Regions from separate parts of the Sus scrofa genome. Here region 1 is linked to region 2. A link is a contact called in public HiChIP or PLAC-seq data. All regions are on one chromosome and are shown on one strand. Each heading gives the region's core, a stretch centred on a gene start, on an enhancer-like site or on the middle of the called end of the contact. The rest is flanking DNA. Distances are from core to core; before and after follow the strand shown. Region 1 overlaps RAPGEF1 (rap guanine nucleotide exchange factor 1). Region 2 overlaps LOC110256424 (a long non-coding RNA gene).

Region 1 (2,910 bases), core at 213-2,712, 380 kb before region 2:
CAGCACAGATGCAGGCCTGTGTTTTGAAAAATCCACTGGAGCAACCCCAGCGTTTCCTGGTTTCCCAGGGCAGCTGTGGGCAGAGGTGGTTTGAATGGGATTCCTTGTACCCAGCAGACGTGCTAGGAGGTCTGTAGAGATGAGTCATGTGTGAGCTTGCAGAAAAATCACCTCCCAAGTCTGCGTGGATTGGAGGACGCCTTGAGCACAGGGCTGGGCCTTCCCTCGGTCCAGCTGGACTCCTCCCGTTGCCATAACAAGATGACGCACTGGAACGAGCAGCGGCCTGGCAAGGCTGCCCGCCACCGCCCCCACGCGCCTGCGACGGGGCGCCCTGCTGCTGGGACAGGTGTTCCCCAGACGCGTCACCCACCTCGCCTGTTTTATGACTTCGGCCGGGGGTGGGGGGGGGAAACAGGTTGTGAATTATTCCGGGATGAGTCACCTTAGTTTGTGGTCATTTGTTGTAGCCCGCTTGACCATTTTCACCATGGCGACCTTGGGAGATTCTTGACCTTTCCTGGGTCTCATTTTCTCCGTCAGTGCCATGGGGGGGGGCCTCTAAAATTAGTGCTTCGCTGTTTTGTTTTAAAGCAGTAGGTCCTTTTTTATTATAGAAGGCCAGTGGGTAACTGTTTATGAGGGGCCGCTTGGGGCCCAGCGAGTCTGTCCCACTCGGGGGTGGCCCCCGAGGCTCCTCCTTGGGTCACCAAGCACAGTGTGAAAACCCACTTCCTGATGTGCTCGGCTCCTCTGCCCAAACCGGCTTCCTTTAGACTCTTCCTGCCTTCTCTTCCTCCAGCAGACAGTAAATTCCATGAGAAGGCCCCAGAGAAGCCCTTTGGATAGAATGTTATCGTGCAGCTTATTCAGAACCCAGAGCCCGCGTTTCCTTTCCACACGTTAGACCAGCAAGCCCAGTCCTGTGACTCCGAGCGGGAGCCTGCCTGTCTGGTCCTCCAGGGAGGGTACCGGCCGTGCTGCACCTCGACCATAGTAGGTGCTCGAAGCTACTGATGAGTGAATTGAGATCGTGTTGTCACAGTGAACTTAGGTTTCTGATGCCAGGTCTCAAAATCAGCTTTCAAAGGGAGCTGCTTCTGGGCTTTGGATTGTCAGTTAGGGTGTTTCTTGGTGAATCAGTAGGACCAATACTCTGACAAAGGTGTGCAGTTGGCTGGGCTTCGGTGTTAACCATGCCTGGCGATGGGTGTTTTAGACGGGTCTTTGGCGGCGCGACCCAGCAGCTGAGATCGGGTTCTCAGAAGGCTGTCAGGAGAGCGCCAGTGTGGCCAGTCCGGGCAGCCGTGTCTCTGGAGCTGCGGGTGGCAGTGGCCGCGGGGTTCTGGGGGTGCCCGGGACGGAGCACTCGTGATCCTGCCTTTCAGTCCCAAACCACGGCACGTGCCAGCTCTGCTTGGCCTGCCTCCGAGATGCGCGCCAGCACGGGCGGCCCTGTCTGTCGTTGGTCTTCTTTTCACTCGGCCCAGTTCCCGGCACCGTCAGCTCTGCCCAAGGCCCGATTGTGCTGAGGGGCCGGAGCGCAGGGCTGCTGGCCTTCTCTGGGCCCCTGCTTCTGTGTCAAGGGCGTTAGCAGAGTCTCTCTTGCCACGGCTTCCTCTTGGTGAGTGAAGATGCAGTGGAGGGGCTTCTCAATGGATTAGAAATCTGGTCCCAAGTGGTTACAATTCCTTTTTCTCCCCGATTTTTTCTTGCAGGCTGTGGTTTGGAAGGTGGAAGGTAGGGCTCCTGGACCTGTCCTGTCCTACGGTCTGGACTGCGTCTTCCGGAAATACTGTTGTTGTCTCGTAACCACTTAGACCTTGTTCCCGTTAGTCCTTCAAAGATGGTCTTTCTCCTTGCTTTTCACTGGCTCGCTGCCTCCACACAGTCATTTTACTGCAAATGAAGTTTGGGGACCAGGAAGCTCTACCCTGCTTTTAAAGCATGGAAGGAAGGGAGCTGTCAGACACCGGATGCTGTGTGGTGCTTCCCGGGCTGAGGACAGGAGGGTGGAGTCCAGGTATTTGCTTTCCGGCTTTTCGGAAATGGATGCCATTGGTGTGGTCTGGACAGGGTGGCTCCCAGCTGCACCCTGTACCCTTAAAATGGGGAGCCAGCCCATGGTCTGAGCAGAAGGGTGGTGCTGGCCGTGTCTGGGAGAAGAAAGGCGAGGGCCTGGAATGAGAAGAGAGAACAGCAGAAGTCCCATGGAATGTGATGGCCCCGAATAATCACTTTGTTGACCCCAAACAAGCAAGCAAAAAACCAAGGGAGTTCCCTTCGTGGCTCAGCAGGAAGAAACCTGACTAGTATCCATGAGGATGCAGGTTCGGTCCTGGCCTTGATGAGTGGGTTAAGGATCCAGCATGGTCATGAGCTGTGGTGTAGGCCGCAGACGTGACTTGGATCCCATGTTGCTGTGACTGTGGTGTAGGCTGGCAGCTGCAGCTCAGATTCAGTCCCTAGCCTGGGAATTTCCTTATGCCAAGGGTGCAGCCCTAAAAAGCAAAACAAACAAACAAACACCTCAAACCTTGGAGTTCCCATAGTGGCACAGAGGAAATGAATCCGACTAGGAACCATGAGGTTGTGGGTTCGATCCTTGGCCTCGCTCAGTGGGTTAAGGATCCAGCATTGCCATGAGCTGTGGTGTAGGTCGCAGACGTGGCTTGGATTTGGTGTTGCTGTGGCTGTGGCGTAGGCCGGCGGCTACAGCTCCGATTGGACCCCTAGCCTGGGAACCTCCATATGCCACAGGAGTGGCCCTAAAAAGGCAAAAAGACAAACAAACAACAAGAACCCCAAACCTCTGGCTTGGAAACAGTGGTTGTATTTATTGCTGGTTATGGATAATCACAAGGCCCCCCTCTCCTTCAAGTGACTGAAGAAGTGGGTGATTGTGCCTGG
Region 2 (3,146 bases), core at 119-2,618:
GATGAAGGCTCTAAGGATGCATGTGTTTGGGGGGCGGGGTGGGCGTGTGGTGGGAGCTGGGGGTGGGGATCCTGTGCTGAGGGCCTGGGAAGGCGAAGGCGGGCCCCTTCAAGGATGCCTCCTCTGCGGTCCCCGCCCTGGGACCTCAGTCCCACCCACAGTGCCCCCTGGCTGGGGCCCTGCGGGGAGGAGGGGCGGGGGACCAGGACAGCTTGGCTTTGTGGCAAACAGCAGAAAGGGGTGTGGCAAGGAGGGTTGGTGTGTAGACTGAGTCTTTCCCCAGAGACTTGCAAACCTGTCTTCACAGGGAGACATGGATGTGGATGCTAGGACCGCGTCAGCCTAGAGCCTGGCCCTGCCCTCGCCTGCGGCTGCTGGAAGGGGTTGTGTGGGGTCAGAGCGCTGAGAGTAAGCATCCTCCTTGGATCAGAACTTCCTTATGGAAGGATGGGAGGTCGGGCAGCCAGAGGTCTTGGAGTGGGTGTGGGCCTCTGAAGGTGGACCACGGATCCAAGGCCGCTTTTGTGAGTCTGGGCAAGACACCGAGCCACTTACCTTGTATGGAAGATGGGGTTTCTCCGAGCAGCCGCCTCCTGGCTGATGCAGCGACAACACGGCTATTCTACTCTTCTGGGTGTTAACTTGCTGAATCCTGAGGTTTAGGGGTTTTCCTCATCCCCGCTTCACAGAGGGGAGAAGCCGCCCAAAGCCATGCGTCTGGGGAGAGGCAGAGACAGGATCGGAACTGCCGCCCCGGGACCCAAACCTTCCCTCCACGTGCTCTCAGTCGCAAGGTCACACATTCAGTGCAGTAGTGTTTTTGCATTGTTTTTGTCTTTTTAGCTCCGCACTCATGTGTGGAAGTTCCCAGGCTAGGGGTCGAATCAGAGCTGTAGCTGCCAGCCTCCGCCTCCGCCACCACCATGCAAGATCGGAGCCACATCTGAGACCTACGCCACAGCTCATGGCAGTGCTGGATCCTTAACCCACTGAGCAAGGCCAGGGGTCTCATGAATGCTAGTCGGACTCATTTCCACTGAGCCATGATGGGAACTCCCGGCGCAGTAATTAATGGTGCCTAATGATGAGGCGGCCCCCTGCCTGTGGCTCACTCTATCCTGGGTTCCCCCCACAGGAAACGCCTTCCTCTGCCTACAGGAAGGTTTTTGTGCTCTCAGCTCTCTGTGGCCCATGGGGGGCCTGCTCATTCCTTTCAAGGGCTGTCCAGGCAGCTGCAGGTCGTAGGCTCATCTGCTGGGCAGGCGGTGGCCTTATCCACTCTGGGCATGGGAGGTTTGGTCTCTTCTCTGGGCTTCCCACATTGCAGCAACCCAACGGCATTCTGCATCCTGTCTCCTGGGGCTGCGACACCAAAGCAGGAAATTGTGTAATGGGCTCGGCTGGCCGCCCTCCACCCAGATGGCTTATGGGTGGTGCAGCTCTGTCGTGGTTTGGCTTTCAATTGTGGAGTCAGCTCCTGGGCTCTGCCCCTGGGACCATGGTGGGTGTGTGTCTGTGTGTGTGCGTCTGCGTGTGAACAGAGAACAGGGTGCAACCCTGGCCAATGGCAGGAAGAAAGTGAGCTGGATCTGATCAGGATCCAGGGCGGCTCGGGTCTTCAATCTTTACCCTGGAGACATGCAAGGATGCGAGGACGGCTGCCTGCATTTGGGGGTAGTGCTTGGAGGGGAATGTGTGCAGAGGGCAGGGGGTCATGAGTAAAGTGGATTCCGAGTGGCATCTGATCACCCTGTGGAAGCCCTCCAGCCCCTCTAGCTGACGGCAGGTTAAATTTAGAAGCCCCAGACTGGGACGAGACACAGAGCCCAGGCTCTAGCAGCTGCTGCAGGGTCCTCCCCAGGAGCCCAGGCCTGGGGAGCCGGCTGTCCGGGCTGGGCCAAGCCCACCTGCCCCAAGATGTCTTGGAGAAGCAGGTGCCCTGGGCCCACCCCCGCCCCCAGCCTGCCTTCTACCTCTTAAGCCACTTGTGGGTGTAGCCCAACCTCTGCGCTGGACAAACCCTGAGGCCTAGAGAAAACCCACTTGGGTCCAAGAGGGAGGCAGCCTACGGGCAACTGCAGAAAGGCGAGGGCTCTCAGGCCGCTGGCCACTTCCCACGGCCCAGGTGCCCTCTCTCACCTCCGGCTTGAGAGTTGCCTCTTGGTCCTCATCCATCCGGCCTGAGCGGCCCCATGGAAACTGTTTCCCACCTGGCTGGGGGCCAGGCCCTCAATTAGGGCGAATGTTGTAGGCAGCCGCAGGCCACTGCGCACACACCGTCCCCTAGCGACCTGTCAGCTCATCAGCGCCGCGAAATCCTCTGATGACACGCATCCGAACAGGGAGCGTTTTGGTGCTGCCATGGCCCTTGCCTCTCCCTATACATCAGCCGGCTCCCCCTTTTCACAGATGAGGAAACTGACCCTCGGAAAGAGCCAGGGCCTTGCTGAAGGTCGCTTGGCAGGGAAGCTGCAGACCTGGGCTGGTTCCGAATAGCTGCCCTTTGACCCGGCTCTGTCACTGCCTTTTTGGCTACCTCGTCCCTGGCTTTCCCACATCCCACTTCTACCACACCGTCCGTAACCGTTCCTTCGTTAACGGGCACAGAAGGCCCCGAGCATGAGGCTTGACACGAGTCGTCAGTGGTCCCGCTGGCCCTAGAAGACGGAAATCATTAAATGCAAAACAACACATCTGATGACCAGCTCGGGCTCTGCGCCTGTGTCCAGAGAGGCCCACCCGCACAGCTGACATCGGTCCTGGCAGGAGCCAGCCCGGCCCGACCCAGCGGGCCCTCCCGACTTGTCTCTGCAAACGGGAATGCAGAGACGGGGCTGGTTCCTCCCTCGGCTTGGCCCCAACACAGGTCTCAGTGTTACTGCCCGGGGGTCGTGCTTGATGGTCCCTTTAAAAATCCTGTGTGTGGGGTCCGTCCATGGTCTCAGATGGGGGTGGGGGTTGGGGCGAGGCTGGCTGTTTACGGCAAAGGAGGCGCAGTCAGGAGCCCTGCGCTATTCTTGGCTGCCACTTGTCTTGCTGAGCGAGGGTGGCGGTCGCCTGACCTCGCGCCTGCCTGCGTTTCCTAGTCTGCAAGCAGGGACACACACCCGAGCGAGCGAGTCCTCTCCTGCGCGGACCCAGCCAAG

What was found. HiChIP or PLAC-seq counts read pairs in DNA pulled down with a chosen protein or histone mark.
Region 1: an H3K27ac HiChIP or PLAC-seq map of skeletal muscle shows a contact between it and region 2. The contact joins two enhancer-like sites.

Annotation. Positions count from the first base shown.
Region 1 is chr1:271,616,028-271,618,937 of Sscrofa11.1, reverse strand. All of the region lies in intron 1 of RAPGEF1 (rap guanine nucleotide exchange factor 1), which reads left to right. Among named protein-coding and RNA genes, the nearest start is that of RAPGEF1, 7.1 kb to the left of the region's middle. Within about 2 kb of position 1,462, at least 42 of the 83 cell types and tissues checked have an H3K27ac peak or open chromatin away from gene starts, as enhancers often do. A contact at or near this core is called in skeletal muscle, where this site is marked.
Region 2 is chr1:271,239,128-271,242,273 of Sscrofa11.1, reverse strand. It overlaps LOC110256424 (a long non-coding RNA gene), which reads right to left. Exons shown (of 3, transcript XR_002337903.1): 2 at 556-3,146. Among named protein-coding and RNA genes, the nearest start is that of FAM78A, 17 kb to the left of the region's middle. Within about 2 kb of position 1,368, at least 35 of the 83 cell types and tissues checked have an H3K27ac peak or open chromatin away from gene starts, as enhancers often do. A contact at or near this core is called in skeletal muscle, where this site is marked.